Linked DNA regions of Mustela erminea: region 1 is linked to region 2. Evidence: chromatin contacts called from public Hi-C data. All regions are on one chromosome and are shown on one strand. The core of a region is the stretch at or near the end of the contact, and the rest is flanking DNA. Distances in the headings are between cores, read along the strand shown. Region 1 overlaps LOC116595510 (a long non-coding RNA gene). Region 2 holds the start of ZFP36L2 (mRNA decay activator protein ZFP36L2).

Region 1 (5,279 bases), core at 2,152-4,651, 200 kb after region 2:
TGAATGAATGAATGAATGAATGAATGAAGCCCAGCCCATTGTATTAAATCAGAGACCTGAGCAGATCGGAGACCCCCCTCCACACACAGCCACAGCCATTGCCAAACTCTTCCCCGGCTCCTCGCCTGTGCCAGGATCTCCCTCCCTCCAGCCGCTGTCTCTTTGGAAGGAGTTGATCAGTTAATCTCCACTCAGGTGATTGCTGTCTGAACAGTGTGTGAGAACAGATGCTTCCCAGGAAAAGGTGGGCGTCGCCGCCAGGGGCCAATCCCTTCACCCAAAGGACAAAGGACGGAGGAAGCAGAGTGAAGAGGATCAGGTGTGGTGTGTGGCTGTAAAGGTATTTGCAGGCCTGGGTGGGGGTATCAGGCCCACCCTGGGCAGAAGACTGTCTCAGCGCCCTGGAGAGGGCCCCTTGTCCTGCCTGGGCAGCCTCCTAAGGGCAGGGCTCTGAGCTGAGAGCAGAAACCAAACTCCACACACTTCTCGTGCAAGAGGGAAGGCATAGCAGCCAGGGACCTGCTCGCCCCCAGCTCCTCCAGGTTCACCCTGTCCCTTCCAGAATCTCAGGGGCTCCCAAGGAGGTGCGGGGTCGGGGGTGGGGCTTGGCTCCCCAGGCCTGAGCTGGACCGCCCCCCCCCCCCCCCCCGCCCCGCGAGCCTTGGGGGTTTCAGGCTGCTTTTGTAACCATAGTCACGTGATTCTTCATGTAACCTGAGCTCCCTGACACCGCATGAGTCTGCACCCCAGCTCCCGAACCACATCTGCTTCTCATTTCCGGCCCAGGAAAATGGCCCAATTTCCATGAGCCGCTGGCCCAAGCCAGGCCTGGAGCTTCTCAGTGGCCAACCCCACCCAGCCGGGTTCCATTACTGGGGTGGGGGTGGAGGCTAAGAGAGCATTAGAGGCGGCATGGTATGCTGTGGGGCTGGATGGGACCCGGGAGGCCTGTGTGCTTGGGTTGGCCCCAGTCAAGACCTCGCTCTGTGTCCTTAGAGGAGCTCCTCACCTCTCTGAGCCTCAGCTTTCTCCACTTTCTCATGAGGAAGACATGGAACGTCTATTGACATATCCACTCTATTGATGGAGGCATTGTTAGGATTTGGGGACTAAGGTGGCTCTTTGGAGACAGAAATAACAGAATTTTCGCGAAGAGAGAACTGACAGGGAACTGGCCTATGTCAGGAAGCTGGTGGGGACCCGGGGCCACTTTCCTCCCTGAGCGATGGGTGGAGCCCTCCCGTCTGTGGTTTGGTAGAATTTGGACCTCAGTCCTCACAGGGGCATGTCTTAGCCCTGTTCTCAGCCCTCCATCTCTCAGCAGCTCCCTAGTATGTGTCCAGCCCCCAGCAGGGGTCAGGAGACCAAAGTGATAAACATGACTTCAGCCCAGCACAGTGGAGTGGGTGTAGACAGAGTGCAGCCTGAGGCCAGAAGTAACACATACTATTTCTAGTCTTTTAGTGGAGACCTTTAATTTTTAAGGCATTCCTTTTTTTTTTTTTTCCCTTGAAGATTTTATTTACTTATTTGACAGGGAGAGAGACAACCAGAGAGGGAACACAAGCTGGGGGAGTGGGAGAGGGAGAGGTAGGTTTCCTGCAGAGCAGAGAGCCCCATGTAGGGCTTGATCCCAGGATCCTGGGATCATGACCTGAGCCAAAGGCAGATGCTTAATGACTGAGGCACTCAGGTGCCCCAATTTTTAAGGCATTCTTAATTTGATACTTTTTTTCTGACAAAACCTACAACACACTCCATCTTCCTTCCAACAAAGAAAAGGAACTTAGCACACACCCTCCAGACACCATTTCCCATCTTCCACATTTCTAAGCCTCCAATCCGTTCCCCCGTGGGAGCTTGTCAGAGACGAGCAGAGGGAGGTCTACACACCTCCCCATGGAGGGAGGTGCTCAGAGACCCCTGGTGCCACCTTGCCACCTTCGCCTTGCACAGGCCATGCCCTACCATGCCTCCTGCTTCCCAGCAATCAGGCCTGAGCAGAAAGCCATGCAGGGCTGGTGGAGACAAAAAGAAGGTGCCCGGCTTGACAGACGCCCCCTAGCTTTGCCCCCGATCCCCAGGACAAGAGCACTGCATGCAGCTTCTGGGGACATTGTGGGATCCTCACCCTGCCGACATATCCCTGACAGCACCGGGGTTAGCCCATTTTACAGATGAGCGCCTGATGCTCAGAGAGACTTTGTAATTTGCTCAAGAACCAGCCAGTGGGTCTGAAACCTCACTGTCCTGAGCCTGTGATCTCTGCCCCAGCATGGTGGTCTTCCTGAGTCCTGTGGTGAAAAATTCTAGCTCTGTCACTTACTAGCAGTATGACCTTGGGCAAGTTCTCCAAGTCTCTGTGCCTCGGTTTTTTAAATTAGAGTTTTTTAAAATCACACTGAGTGATAATTTACAAGAAATAAACGCACAGGTTACGTGCTAGATTGATGAATTTTGACAGATACACACATGCATGCAGCGTTGAGATCTAGAACTATTTCCTGCACTGCAGAAACCTGGTTCTGTGCTTGGTTCTCCCACCTGTGAGAGGGGCAAGCAGGAATTTCTGCTTGTTGGTGTGTTAGGAGAATCAAATGAGATGATACCAGCAAGGTACTCTGCAAGGCGCCTGGCATGAAGCAAGCACCTGATAAAGATGAGCAAATACATTGCTTTCATGATCTCCTATGGCATCTTGCCACCCGGTCCTCTCCTGGGGGCTGAGGCATGGATGGGGACAGGCGCTGATCAGAAGATGGTCTCTCTGAAGCCAGCCCACATACAAGGAGACTTGAGAAAGTGTGATAGAGTGCTGGAGGAGGCTTAAAGTCCTCGGTCTGCTTCCAGAAACCCCAGCAAGGCTGGGGACAGAGGAATGGGCTAGCTTTTGCCCTAATCCTGGCCCGGAGAACACAGGTCTTCTGTTCTCTTGAGACCTTCACAGGTCTGTCTCAGGCACTGGTGGCAAGGCCAGCTTCATGAGTTTACAACCTGTGCAGTCACTCGAGGCCCTCAGCTCAGAAAGGTTTAAGGCTCTGATGTCACCTCCTTGCAGTTCTTGATAAGTTTTAAACAGGGGGCACTGCCTTTTCATTTTGCCCTGGGTCCCACAAACTACCCAGCCTGCGGCCAGGGTGGGGAAGGTACTACCTGGCTGGTTTCCTCCCTTAGAAATGTTGGTACCACCACCACCGTGCTCACCCCCACTCACTACACTTGGCCATACAAACTTCCTGTTTCTCCACTACCTCCACTGTCCCCTCTCTGTCCCTGCCCATAGTAGGACATCCGGGACGCCTTGGGTCCCACAGGCCCTCAGCCACCAGGATGTACCAACAGAATCTGAAAGTGGACTTGCCCTGGAAACCCCCTCGGGACAGCTCCTGCTCCCAGGGCCTGTTGGCCAGGCCACTCAAATTCCCATCCTCTGACGGTCCTCTCTAGCCGCCTCCGCCCAGCTGGGCAGCTCAAGTGTGAAACCACAGCTGGGTGTCTGCCAAGGGGGCTAAGGTTTCATCACATTCAACCTCCCACACCTCGGCCAGAGGCCAGGGTCCGATGGGGCTGCTGGCCAAAGGCTGGGGCTGGAAGGCAGACGAGGGATGGGTTCCTAGGCATCGCAGAGGACTCTCCCCTGCCCCTGGGCCTCAGTGTCCCTCTGCATCATAAGACAGGATCCTGTAGGGCTGGCACAGATGCCAAAGGTGCATGGAAGGTAGATCTCAGAGACCAAGGCATTGAAAGGGATTCTAGAACTCCACTGTACAGCGGCCATTTAAATCTAAATTCATTTAAGAAGGAAAAATCACGCTTTTAGTTCCTCGGCCACTCTAGCCACATCTCACATACTCAAGAGCAACACGTAGCTTGTGGCTGCCATATTGGACAGCACCAATCTAGAACATCTGCACCGATACAGATTGATTTAAAGGTCTGTTGAGATGTGCCTGCCAGCTGGGAAGGCCAGAGTTCTGGGAACACAGGTACCTTTAGGGACCCCCAGTGGGGAGGTGGGGGAGAGGGCCATGGACAGGGAATGTTTGAGAAGCACTCTCAATCTCTCTGGACTTCACGAGTAAGGCAGGCCAGCCATAAAGGGGGCCCAGAAACCAAACTCCCACCATAAAGGGGAGTCAGAAACCAAACTTCACTGGGCGAGGAGCCACGTCCCCAGCGGAGCACAGGCTTCTGGGCCCCAGAAGAGGAAGGCAGTGGCCAAAGCAGGTACCCTTCCTAGAAAAGGGCTCCTGAAGCCTAATGTGTCACCCCTCCTTCCTGCCTCACATCCCGGGTTGGGGAGCACGTGCACTCTCTAGAATAATGGCTTTCAAACTAGCCTACCTCAGAAGCACCTGGAAGCCTGCTTAAGCACAGCTGACTCAGTGAACACTCTACACATGTCCATATTTACTCTGTCTATAGGTCAGGTTGAAACATAGGTGTTTGAGCTCTGTTCACCTTCAGGTTCATTATCATTTGGGGCCATCTGGCTCAGATCACTAAAAGAGGCTGGCTTGGTTTCAGGTAGGCACGTTTTAAAGGATGCAGCGGAAGGGGGACCTGGCAAGCCCCGAGAAAGACTGGGTGGGGGAGGAGGGAGGAGAGGGTAGCAGGAGGAGGGGCACGGAGGGAGCACTTTGGGGGCTTCTCCTTACCGAGGTTGTTCTTTCTGTGCGTTATCTCATCTACCCTCATGACGCCCTTCTAAGTTGTGTGGATATGCGGCTCCAAGAAGTTAAACAACCCCACAGCGGACACAGGATCTCGAAACACCCAGGCTGCACTCCGTTTCTCTTTCTTTCCCTCTCTCCAACTCCGAATATTTTCCAACAAAATCAGCCTGGGAAGTGGGGAAGGCTCAGAGCTGTGAATACTTTTTTTTTTTTTTTTTTTTTTTTTTTGGTTTTCTGGGCTCCTTTGGCTTTGACAGGAAGCTTGGCTGAGTGCGGGCCGCTGAACTCTGGCGTTCAATGGTGATTTTTAGGCATGCCTTTACACAGAATGTAAAGAGTCGCGGTTACAAACACTGACAGGCCTTAGTGGCCCACTCAGTCCCCAAGCCCCACACCCAGCCACCCAGCCGGGACATCGTGGGACTTCCCACCTCCCCCTGACCCCAGCCAGCACCGCCCTCGCTCATCTGGGAAGGGTGGGGAACTATGGACCCTGAGTCGGCAAACTAAGGATGAGTGAAACCCAAAACCTAGCCTCTCCTATTTTCGGGAGAAGGACTGTTTTCAGCATTGGGAAACCATAATCACATAGCCAGCTGTGAA
Region 2 (5,434 bases), core at 2,667-5,166:
CTTTCCTTTTTTCCATTGGATAGAAGAGCCGGATTCGTTGGCAAACAGCTTATGGGTCAGAATTCCAAATTTTATTCTATTTTAGCTAAGGCAGAAGTAGGTTCCAAATGTTGGATACGGGGAGAATTCTAGATCAACTGCAAAGAAATAGTTTTGTTTTTGCTATTTACATGTGCGAGTCCTGCAGTGACCTGCACATGCCGTTTGAATTATTAAAAGAGCTCCTACCTACCAAAAGTGTTTAAACTAATGCCAGGAAACCTGATTTTGCCACCCACTAAAAGCACAGACCCTTGGCTGTCAGAAGGAAGCCCAGAGAAGGTAAAGCCAGAATAAATGATTTATTCACTTCCTACACTGTTCACTGTCATTTTCTCAGTGGCAATAATAAGATTCTCATTTAAGATGTTAGAAAACACATTTATCCACTTCAGTGTTTGAATCTAGACCTACCTTAACGGGTTTTCTGCCTTACGGAAGACCCGCGCAGCCCTCTTCCTCTGATACCCAGCAGGTGTCGCTCTTGCATACATTTTGCTACTAGTCCAGCCTTTCCATGGCTTGCCATTTTCTACCGATTATCTCAGAATATGCGTTGCCCACAGACGGCTGTCTTGAAATTCATAGTTTGGATTGGTCATAGGCTCATCCATATTCGTTTTTCATCCTGGTTATCCGAAAAAGCCATTTTAGTAGTAGTATGTAAAGTTGGTCTAGCTTTTAGGGTCTGTAAATATTTTAAAATACTTCTCAGATAAACAGTCACTTGGAAATACGTTAAAGGGGCAGCTTAGAGGTGAGAGGGTTTGATGTCATTTTTTCCTGCAGAAAGGCTCGTATCCAAATTTGTTTCTCTTTAAAAGTAAACCACCTTGGGGCGCCTGGGTGGCTCAGTGGGTTAAAGCCTCTGCCTTCAGCTTAGGTCATGGTCTTGGGGTCCTGGGCTCGAGCCCCGCATCGGGCTCTCTGCTCAAGAGGGGAGCCTGCTTCCTCCTCTCTCTCTCTCTCTCTCTCTCTCTCTCTGCCTGGCTCTCTGCCTAATTGTGATCTCTGTCAAATAAATAAATAAATAAATATTTAAAAAAAAAAAAAAAAAAAGTAAACCACCTAACACTAAAAACACAGCCATACTGGAAGTATAGAAAAAGGGCCCATAGGGAAAAGGCAGGGAATGAATTAAACTTAGAGTCCAAAACTTTGTCCTAAAGAGAAGAGGAAATTCTCTGGGTGGTTTTGCACTATTCAGCTCAACGTGTGTTTGTTGTGATCCTGAATTAATTATCTGGTTGGGCATCTGTGTAGCCCACACATGAGGGAAAGTGGCCAGTCTAACATTTCTTTTTGTTCTGAGAAAGGCGACCTGACTGGGTGAGAAGTCAGGGAATCGTTGGCATGATGCAGTGATGACCATGGTTCAGTAACTGTGAAACTGACCCCGGCAAAGCCAAGCTCACTGGAAAAGCCCAGCATTCCTTTTTTCTCTATTTAAATGAAATAAAAGCAGTTATATAATAAGAAAAAATACTTTCTACTAGCAGGTACTCCATACCAAAGCACGTAAGCATGGTGTATTTATTACATGTTATCTCCAAGATCCTTCTACCCAGCCTGCAAAATAGGTGCTCTCATAGCTGCCGACTGGGAATTACCCCAGATTTTTATACTGGCTGGCTGTGGCCAGCCTGGGAGGACAGGAAAGATAGATATTTCTCCTGGTTTCAAATCCGAAATCTTGTTACTGACCTACAATAGTGGTGGCTAAGGAAATGGCAGTTTCACACTTGCCAGATGCATTCCCAGGGGAATCTTAGAGTACTGCTATGGGGGTAGAGGGAAGCTACCCTGGAACTCCTGTGTTTGGTGTCATTTCAACAAAGAACAAAACAGAACAGTTGGGGGTCTTGGGCTGTGAGTGTCAGCCACCCGTTGCCCAGAGCTGCCTGGGGACCAGTGTAGCACTGGGTGCAGCCATCCCCCAGAGGTAAGGAGTCACCTCTTCTGTCCAAGATTTGGTGCCCCTCAGGTCTGCAGGCATGATTCGGTGATTTCCCTTCCCATCCAGCCACAACCCCTTTTTATGCTTTGTCAACTTGTTTTAATAAATAATAGGGGTTATACTTACTCATCTTTTATACACCTTAACAGATAACTCCTGTGCGCCTTGACAAAGGGGAGAGGTGATTAAAGCAGGAATTATCTTAGTTTTACAAGGAAACAAGTACCAAAGAGATTATGTGATTTGCCCAGGATCACATGGCTTGGAAGGGGCAGGGCTTGAACTCCAGCCCTGTGTTTTAGATCTTAGAGGCCTTGCAGCCCTACTCGGGCGGGCTCAAGCTCTCCTGGTGGGTGGTGGGAGTTTCAGCAAGGGGAACTGCGTGCAAACTGAGCTCTGAAGGGTCAGTTTCATGAGTGACAGGCCTGGCTCCTTTCCTTCCAGGTTAACGAGTGGAAATGACCACGAGGAAACAAGAAATAAGATCAATTTTGGAAAGGCGCGTAGGTTGCTTCCTTCCCTAGAGGGAACTGAGCCTTCCAACTTACACCCAATTGCTACTGAGGCTGCCAGGTGTGCGAAATCACGTCCGCTCCAGCTTTTTGGCAGCGTGTTTAAATGCGGAGTGATAAATGTCCCGGACCAGCCCCCCAGATCTCCCCGAAACGGGGTGTCAGCCGCTTTAGCCTAACTGGGCGCTGGGGGGGGGGTGTCTGCCCCGCACCCAGAGGGTGCCTGTTAGCGAAGACTTTCCTAGCGCAGACTTTGGGGTGTGGGACTGGTGAGAGGGGTAAAGTGGGGCGAGCCCACCCCGAGCGTCCTCTGTGCCCAGACCTGGCTGGCCGCTGGCCTGCCTCAGCCACAGCCTGCGGCGCACAACGAACTAAGGCAGGGCGCGGCGCCCCTAACGGACTGGGAGGGAAGGGACCTGGATGGCGCGCCGGGCCAAGGCTGCGGTGGGCGGGCAGCCTCAGCCGGCAGCTGCACCCCATCCCCCGGGAGGGCTCGGGAAGGCCGGGCCGACGAGCGGACGAACGGGGTGGCGGGAAGTCGCCTCCATGGTTGCGCAGCTCTCCCGGCCTTTCCTCCCGTCCTCCCAGCCGGCTCCCCCGCCCGGGACGCTCCGCGCCATTCCGCGCCTTTGGCCCTGGCTCAAGGTCTTGTGATGTGATTAGCAAAGCCAGCGCCTTGTCCTCAGACACTCAGCCCAGCTCGGCAGGCCCCGGCGCTGAATCCCTGTTTACTGCAGCCTGGGCGGAGAGGGGGGCGGAGAAACGGGCCCAGGCTCCTCCGGGTGAGACTGCTGCGGCAGCCGCCCGCGTGGCCACTCCCGCCCCCACCCCCACCGCGTCTCCACGTGCAGTCGGGACGGAGCCACCACCCACCGGATGCAGGCCTTGAGCCCCCGCCACCCACCCGCCGGCGAGAGCACTCTTTGCGAGCCAGCGGGCTGCGCGGACGGTTGCAATATTCTCGCATTTTGCAATTCCCGCGCCCAGTCTAGAACCGAGAGTGAGAGATTAAAGCTCCGCAATTTCGCCTAGCAGGATCGGGCGGGGAGAGACACGTCCAGGGCTGCAGAATCCTGGCCACGTTCAATGTGCAGGGGATTTCCAACAGTGCAGCCCCAGAGAAGGGGAGCCTTATCTTCCCGCCGCCACCCAGCAGCACCCATCCAGGACCAGGTCTCCACGCCGCCGCAGGCGCTCCGGCAGCCTGCCCCGCCCCGAGGCCTCCCGCCCCCTCCTCCGGAGGAAAAAAAATTGGCGGCGGCCAATGGGAGGCCACGAAGGAGCTTGACGTCCGCGAGCCGGCGGGCGGCGTTGCCTGGAGACCCCGGCGGGGTCAGCGTTCTGTCCCCTCCCCCGACACGCCCGCGCGGCCGCTGCCGCGCTCACCGGCCCTATATAGGGCGCGCGCTCGCAGGCCGCCGAGTTCCAGCAGTCTGCGAGCTGTCGCCGGCTCCGCGCAAGGGGGGGGGGGCGGGCCGGGCACCCCCGGGACGCGGAGGAGCACTGTTTGCTTCTCTGTCGTCTTTCCCCCCACTCCGCACTCCCGGGCACCCTCAAGCCAGGCCGCACTGCTTCCCTTTCCCTCTTGTCTCGTCCCCCGGCAAACTTTCGGTCCCTCCCCCGCCGCCGGTCACCCGTTATTCGTCGTGGCTCTAGCCCGGCCTTGCCTCCCCGAGGGCTCCTCCGGACCTCCCTGCCTGCAACTCCGACCATTTCAGGATCCAGAAACATGTCGACCACACTTCTGTCCGCCTTCTACGATATCGACTTCTTGTGCAAGGTACGCGCGGGAGCAAGGAGGGAGGAAGGCGGGCAGGCAGGAAGCCCCTCGAGTTTTCAGACTTTGCCTCTGCCTTCCGCCTTTGGGGCACCCTTCCCCACCTTGACTTTGGGGTCGGGAAAAGTCCTGGAGTTCGCTGTGCTGTGGTGTGTGCTCGTGCCTTGTGGGCGGGGAGAAGGGGAGCAGGGAGGGAGGGCGGGCAGGAGGGAGTTGCTGTCGCTGTTTAGTTTCTCCGGCGCCGACCGCGGCCACGCTGCCCGGGGCTTCCCGGACCGGCTGTGCGCCGCCCAAGCTGGCGGCCCACGGGCTGAGGATCACATGTCGAAACCGAGCGCGGCCTGGGGTGGGAGTCGGCTCCTCCCAACGCGAACTTGATTCTTTTCGCGCGTGTACGGGTGGAGGGTGGGGGCCGGATCGAAAACTGCAGAAAGGAAGAAGAATCAGAAGGCTGAAGTTCTGCAGCTCGCCCCAACTCTTCCTTTACATATTTCATCCCGTCCTCGCCCCCCTCCTTTTGGCAGACGGAGAAATCCCTGGCCAACCTCAATCTGAACATGCTGGACAAGAAGGCGGTGGGGACGCCCGTGGCCGCCGCCCCTAGCTCGGGCTTCACGCCGGGCTTTCTCCGACGGCACTCGGCCAGCAACCTGCACGCGCTCGCCCACCCCGCGCCTAGCCCGGGCAGCTGCTCGCCTAAGTTCCCGGGCGCGGCTAACAGCAGCAGCTGTGGCAGCGGGGCGGCGGGCGGCCCGACCTCCTATGGCACCCTCAAGGAGCCGTCAGGGGGCGGAGGGACAGCCCTGCTGAACAAGGAGAACAAATTTCGGGACCGCTCGTTCAGCGAGAACGGCGAGCGCAGCCAGCATCTCTTGCACCTGCAGCAGCAGCAGCAGCAGCAGCAGCAGCAGAAGGGGGGCGGCGGCTCCCAGATCAACTCCACGCGCTACAAGACTGAGCTGTGCCGGCCCTTCGAGGAGAGTGGCACGTGCAAGTATGGCGAGAAGTGCCAGTTCGCGCACGGCTTCCACGAGCTACGCAGCCTGACCCGGCACCCCAAGTACAAGACCGAGCTGTGCCGCACCTTCCACACCATCGGCTTCTGCCCCTACGGGCCACGCTGCCACTTCATCCATAACGCAGACGAGC

The links. Hi-C and Micro-C count contacts between places; a contact is called where the count stands out from the background.
Region 1: a Hi-C map of fibroblasts shows a contact between it and region 2, with 12 times the contacts expected there. The contact joins the enhancer-like site here to the promoter of ZFP36L2 in region 2. A contact is called at or near these places in 3 of 3 Hi-C or Micro-C datasets (fibroblasts, skeletal muscle and spleen).

Annotation. Positions count from the first base shown.
Region 1 is chr7:65,830,205-65,835,483 of mMusErm1.Pri, forward strand. LOC116595510 (a long non-coding RNA gene) reads right to left here. Exons shown (of 3, transcript XR_004287723.1): 2 at 4,659-4,993. LOC116595509 (a long non-coding RNA gene) reads left to right here. Exons shown (of 3, transcript XR_004287722.1): 2 at 196-340. Among named protein-coding and RNA genes, the nearest start is that of TRNAI-UAU, 130 kb to the right of the region's middle. Within about 2 kb of position 3,402, the one cell type or tissue checked has open chromatin away from gene starts, as enhancers often do. A contact at or near this core is called in fibroblasts, where this site is marked.
Region 2 is chr7:65,630,420-65,635,853 of mMusErm1.Pri, forward strand. ZFP36L2 (mRNA decay activator protein ZFP36L2) reads left to right here and starts at 3,917. Exons shown (of 2, transcript XM_032351908.1): 1 at 3,917-4,288; 2 at 4,810-5,434. The coding sequence starts at 4,238. THADA (thyroid adenoma-associated protein) reads left to right here. Exons shown (of 38, transcript XM_032351904.1): 38 at 1-353.